Linked DNA regions of Mus musculus: region 1 is linked to region 2. The links are chromatin contacts, called in public HiChIP or PLAC-seq maps. All regions are on one chromosome and are shown on one strand. Each heading gives the region's core, a stretch centred on a gene start, on an enhancer-like site or on the middle of the called end of the contact. The rest is flanking DNA. Distances are from core to core; before and after follow the strand shown.

What was found. HiChIP or PLAC-seq counts read pairs in DNA pulled down with a chosen protein or histone mark.
Region 1: an H3K27ac HiChIP or PLAC-seq map of extraembryonic endoderm stem cells shows a contact between it and region 2, with 8 times the contacts expected there. The contact joins two enhancer-like sites. A contact is called at or near these places in 7 of 39 promoter capture datasets (the 3T3-L1 cell line, cranial neural crest, epiblast stem cells and 4 more), 1 of 484 Hi-C or Micro-C datasets (bone marrow-derived macrophages), 6 of 115 datasets of contacts at active chromatin or transcription factors (astrocytes, bone marrow-derived macrophages, extraembryonic endoderm stem cells and 3 more) and 2 of 9 other capture datasets (adipose tissue and liver).

Annotation. Positions count from the first base shown.
Region 1 is chr15:6,153,599-6,156,810 of GRCm38.p6, forward strand. No RefSeq gene overlaps it. Among named protein-coding and RNA genes, the nearest start is that of Gm23139, 3.9 kb to the left of the region's middle. Within about 2 kb of position 1,268, at least 16 of the 459 cell types and tissues checked have an H3K27ac peak or open chromatin away from gene starts, as enhancers often do. A contact at or near this core is called in extraembryonic endoderm stem cells, where this site is marked.
Region 2 is chr15:5,194,605-5,197,714 of GRCm38.p6, forward strand. The region is part of intron 2 of Ttc33 (tetratricopeptide repeat domain 33); the gene reads left to right. Among named protein-coding and RNA genes, the nearest start is that of Ttc33, 11 kb to the left of the region's middle. Within about 2 kb of position 1,552, at least 57 of the 459 cell types and tissues checked have an H3K27ac peak or open chromatin away from gene starts, as enhancers often do. A contact at or near this core is called in extraembryonic endoderm stem cells, where this site is marked.

The DNA.
Region 1 (3,212 bases), core at 18-2,517, 960 kb after region 2:
TAGGAACAAAACACCCATGGAAGGAGTTACAGAGACAAAGTTTGAAGCTGAGACGAAAGGATGGACCATCTAGAGACTGCCATACCCAGGGATCCATTCCATAATCAGCCTCCAAACGCTGACACCATTGCATACACTAGCAAGATTTTGCTGAAAGGACCCTGATATAGCTGTCTCGTGTGAGACTATGCAGGGACCTAGCAAACACAGAAGTGGATGCTCACAGTCAGCTATGGGATGGAACACAGGGCCCCCAATGGAGGAGCTAGAGAAAGTACCCAAGGAGCTGGGGGGATCTGCAACCCTATAGGTGGAACAACATTATGAACTAACCAGTACCCCCTGGAGCTCGTGTCTCTAGCTGCATATGTATCAGAAGATGGCCTAGTAGGCCATCACTGGAAAGAGAGGCCCATTGGACACGCAAACTTTATATGCCTCAGTACAGGGGAAACGCCAGGGCCAAGAAGCAGGAGTGGGTGGGTGGGGGAGTGGGTGGGGGAGGGTGTGGGGGACTTTTGGGATAGCAATGGAAATGTAAATGAAATAAATACCTAATTAAAAAAAATTAAAAAAAGAACACACTGAGCTCCTATCATAGCTGTGATGGGTAGTTTTATTCAGACTGTTCATCTTAAGAGAGATACAAAAATTGACCCCAATTAATTGAAAACAAAAGAGGGGCTGACCTGACAGCTCAGTTGGTAAATCGCTTGCTGTGCAAGCACGAGGCCTTAAGTTTGATCCCCAGAACCCATGATAAAAGCCACACATGGCAGAAAACACTATAATCAATACTTAGAAGGCAGCCTAGCATCAAAATCCACAAGGAAAGGGACTAAAGAAGCAATTGGATCAAGCTTTGAGTGTCAACAGTATCTAACATCCATGAGTTCTGGCACCTTTCTACATGTGCCTTCCGGGCTACACCAAAGGTTGAGAACCAAGAGATAATGAATAGGATGACTACCCTAGGCCTCACCAGCCTAAGGACCAGGAAAGACATTCCTCAGAAGACACAGCCATCTTTAAAAGGTCAGGGTAAGTATAAACCTCTTATATGATCAGTTTTAAAATACAGGAAAATATTTTAAAACATTCATGTCAATTCAGGTGGGGTTTTTTTCATACCCAACTTTCCTTCTCTCTCTCTCTAAGTTTCTAAGGCACACTGAAAAGTCCAACTGCAGCATTCTTAATCATTACCAGACAATACATTACAGAGATGTTTGTGTTCTGCAAAGGAATCCCAGCAATTTACTGATACTGCTGCTTCGCTTGTCAACATTGCAATTTCTCCCTAGTTTTACCTCCTTGCTGAGGTCACGGCTGTCAGTGTGGTCCCTTCCGCGTGGTGTGCTGACTCGCAGATCCAACCACTCAAGTTACCAGGAGTATTGCCAGATACTGTGTGATCTCCACGCACAAGCAACTTTGAAAGCATTTTTTTCGTGAAATACGAGTAAGCTTTATACAAGTTGGCATGGGAGCGGGCCACACAGATTTCTTGGCAAAAAAAAAAAAAAGATTTCTGAATCGAACTATTCTACTTCTTGCTTTAAATGCATTAAGGAGTTATTGTTTAGCTGCTTGACTGCTTACTAAGGAGTAACATTGCTAAACATTATCAGGTGATGTTTTTTATGCACCTTTCTATTGAGTCGAGCTTTGTTCTCATTTGCTGAGCAAAAACTTTGTAATTTCATGCAGTCACATTTGTCAACATATAGATGTTCCTTCACCTCGAGCAACTGGAATCCTTTCCATAAACCCTCTCCACTGCTTATACCTTGAGATGCTTCTCCAGTGTGGTCTGCTAACAGGTTCAGAATTTCAGGTCTCCCTATAAGGTGCCGGATCCATTTTTAACATATTTTTGTGCCAAGTGAAAGGCAGGGATCTAGTTTTAGCTTACATGGACCTTCAACTTTCCCAAAATTATTGTTGAGAAGGATTCTGTTTCTACTTTTATTCCATTCTAATCACAGAGAACATACGACTGTTTTCAATTTTCTTCTGATTGCTAAGATTTACTTTATGTTCGTGTGTGTGTGTGTGTGTGTGTGTGTGTGTGTGTGTGTGTGTGTGTGTGTCCTTCTGTTCCTGGGCTAATGAAGCCATCCATTATTTCTTTATTACAGTTAATCTGTGCCTTTATATCCAGTAGCATTTGTTTTATAGTATATAGTCAAAATGCAGTATCCTCATAACTCATTGTTCTCCTAGTATGTAATGACTTTGGTCTCTTCAGACTAGTGTTGAAGTCTCCTTTGTCAGATAGCTATGTAGCTGGATCTGTTTGCTTCCTATTTCTGTTTGCTTGATTACAAGTCCTTTTCCTCCCCTTTAACTCTTAGATTATGTTTGTCTTTGACAGTGAGGTTCATTATTTTCGGACAGGAAATGCTGTGTTCCTGATGTTTAATCCATTCTTCGGACTTTCATTTTTATTGAGACTGGAGACAGTATTCAGTTATTATTTAATGGTATTTATTAGTTCCTGTTTTTTTACTGGTACTTTCCTAATTTTCATTTGCTTATCTATTGTTCTAATCCAGTTTATTAGTTCCTGTAATCTCAAGGATATGTAATTTTTTCAGTATACGATTCTTTTGTATATCTTCTGTAATACTGACTTGCTAATATTAATCAAAATTGAAAGATTTTATTCTCTTTCATTTATGAAGGAGTTGAAAGTTTTGGGTGGAGAGTCATTGTTTCTCAGAGCTTAAAATGAACAGTTACATACCCTGATTGTTCTTAGAGTTTTTATATAAAAATCTGCTGTTGAGATGGGCTTTCCTTTGTATATGACTTGGCATTTCTCACCTGTGGCTTTTAAGACTCTTTCTCTTTTCTACACATACAATATTTTAACTAAAATATAACATAAGGAAATATTTCTGATCTTGTCTATTTAGCATTATAAATATTTCCAGTGTCTAGATAGTCATTACTTTGGCTTGATTCGAGAATTTTCTGATTTTATTGCATAATTTTAATAACTTTAGAATGTGTTTCTTATTTATCTATGTCTATAATTTATATATTTGTCTTTATTTATTTCCCATAATTCTTTGTTTGTATGTGTTACTATTTTATATTTATCATTTCCCCAAAGTTCTCCTTTATCTCTCATCATTACCCTGACATGCTGCCCAATGCTTGACCCAATTTATTAATAAGTCTTTTTTCTGAGATTTCCTCATTGA
Region 2 (3,110 bases), core at 302-2,801:
AGGGATCTGCTGCTTTCCCAGATAAGTGAAAGGCACTGCCATTTCCCTAGTTACTTCAGCCTCAAACCATGAGTCAGCTCGCTGGCTTACTCACCTTCTCGGAGCTGTTCTGCCCCACTTGCTTATAAGTCACTGCCTGTCTGATAGCTCCCTCTGTTTCTGTAGCCATGCAGTTCTGGTTGTTACTATTGTAATAGACTAGTGAGACCCCATTTGTAATGCTGGTAGAAAGGCTCTTACCCCTTGACATTGACCAGATGAGACTTGGTGAAATTCTGGAGCGAGTGGTGAGGGTTAAGGCTGTGTGCAACAAGCTCTGACTTGTGGGAGAACAGCACGTAGGAAAGAGCCTGGGGACCACCCCTCACCCAAGCCCCCGATCATGGTCTGCTTCCGAGACACACTGATTTCATCGCTATCACTGAGAAGTTTCTCATGATAACGGTCCTCTAAGTTCATTTGCATAGCTGTTGGCCGCATCCCATAGGCCTGTATTTTCCTTCTCCCCTTTGCCCCGACCCTGTCTTGTTTACTTGAGATCCCAGTAGGGTTAGCCAGGAAGCTCTCACCTCCGGCTCTGTTGTCCACATAACCACTGGACATCATTTCTAGATGCCTTTCTTTCACTCCTCAGGCCCAGCCCAAGTGGGGTTTCTTATACCATATATACGCTTTTATCCACTCTCAGTTTTCACTGCAGTTATCCTGGTCTTATTGGGAGATACCTTATCCCTGGTTTCTTAAGAAACCTGAATTGGTCTCATTGTATGTGGTTTATATCCTGATAGCTTATTCTGCTCCCTTGACTGGACATCTTTTCGAAATGTAGTCACGTCAGTGTTAATAAAGCTATGAATTCTTCACCACGACTACATTAGATGAACACCTCTAACCCTAGCCTGGTAGGTTTTCTGTGGCCATGATTTGGCCTACTTCTCTAATATAATTACTTCCTTTCTCCTTATACTGTAATCGTACTGGTTTGACTTTCTATGTTCTGAACATGAAGTGCTTAGTCTTGCCTTGGGCTCTTGCCTTTGTCTGCAATGGACTTTCTTCAAATTTTCATGTTTGTCCTGTCTTGTCGTTCAGGTCTCAGGCTATATACATTCCTTGGAAGAATCTCCTGTTTGCCTATCACCCATTTTGAGAAGATACTTGGTCATTACATGTCACATCCCTCTTTAAACCATGGAATTTACATTGGAATCTTTTTCTCATGCCCTTTTCCCCAAAAAGTACTTTAGAAAGTTCTAGAAGAATAGTAGAGACCTTCTTTATCCTCGCCCAGAAAAAGTGACCTATAAATATTTATTAAATATGCCATTAACTAAATAGCTCACTGAATTGTAGTAAATTAGAAATACAGTCGGGAGCAAAGTAACTAAGCATTGTGCCCTTTCGTCTGGTGAGTGAGCATGTTATCAAACTTACTGGGCTTGGTCACCAGCTGTTCTTTGTCTCACTGTTGGGCATTATCTCACCCTGCCCTGTGTAATCCCTGAGCTATTCACCTTGCTTCCTTCCTTGTGCTAGTTTAGTTCCATGTTGTTAAGGCTGCCTTTAAACTGGCTGAATCAGACTTTGGTCATTTATTAACCACAGTGACTTTAAACCAAGTTTTTATCTTTTACTGTTTCCTATCCAACAGCTGTAACAGGGCTGTGTCTTTTCAGTCTGTTCCAGACTGAAGTTGAATTAGGAGATAGACTGCAGGAATTGGGAGAGACCACAGACTGACTTATTGGGTGCCAAGCATCCTGTGAGCCCCAGATGGAGGAACTAAGTGGGGCCATTGTTGAGCGGTGGGAAGGATCAGCTATGAAATGAACAAGGGCGTGAACGAGAGCCAGAGGGGGTGGGGCAGCTCAGGGATCTGTTAGGACTGAAGCTCTTCATTGCTTGCTTCACCTTAACTGTTGGAAAACAGTTCCTTTGCTCTTTAAATGTTTGTATATTTAGGCAAGAAAGGTCTTACCTGGAAGCATTGATTGAATTTTCAAAATAGAAGTGGTGGTGAGAAGCCGTTCTTTTCTTTTTGCTTTACTTTTGTGTTCCATACAAATCTGTAGGTGTGTTTGTACATGTGTGCGTGTCTCTGTGTGTATGCATGCATATCTGCCTAATGCAAAGAGGAAATAGAAAGAGTTATAGTCACTGTCCTGGTGAATTTCCTAGTTTATCTTGTTCTTTGTCTATGGGCAGCTTTGTTGGGTGGTGAGATGGTAAGTCCTCGTCCTTTGCAGCACTGGGGCAGTGACGTTTTGAGCAGTGTAACCTTTTGACAGCTGTTTTCCTCATGGGCTCTTAACATCCCTGACCCCGTGTGGCCCCTGCCACTAATTCCTTAAACACATGTGGTGACAGTTGAAAAAGACCTCTGTGAATTTCCATAAATGATACATGCTGCATTGTAATAACTGCTTCTAGTTTTTTTAGGCAGATAAGAACATGTGAAGTTAAGAGGACATTTGGCTAACACAGTAAACTTGCATCAGTAGCTAGGCCAGGCAGAGACTGGTGACCAAACCATTGCTTGTGTTTGAAAGTAAATGTTTTGTAGTGACAGAGCCATGCTTATCTGCTTCCGTCGTGACTGTGGCTGATGTGTGACACGATGGTAGAGCTAAGTACTTGTGACAGAGGCCATCCTGCTCACAAAGTCTAAAATACTCACTGGATTGGCTAACAACATGCCATCCTTTGCTCTAGAGACCAGAACCCTTCAAGGTAAACATCTCAGAGCTAAGACCTCTCTGCTGTACCTGGAATCTTTGTCCTTCGCCTCTCCTCTCCTCTTTCCCCCCTCCCCCACCCTTCTCTTTTCTCTGTTCTTTCTCTCCCTACTCACAATCTTCTGTCTTAGGAGTTTTATAATACTGGTTACTGAAATGATGAGATGGACTAAAGTAAGAATGGTGACTGCTTCTTGTGTTTCAGGGAAGAGCTTGTTTTTACAATCCCAACACACCACGTGTGTTCCCTCTTAGCATTTCTTCTATGCTTCTCTCTGTTTTCAGAAGTCTTATGGAGCAGGTAGGACAAATGGAGTGGATAGAAACTGTGATATTAGTGTCTTTTAAGTGCTCAGACATTTTCCATTTTCTGTG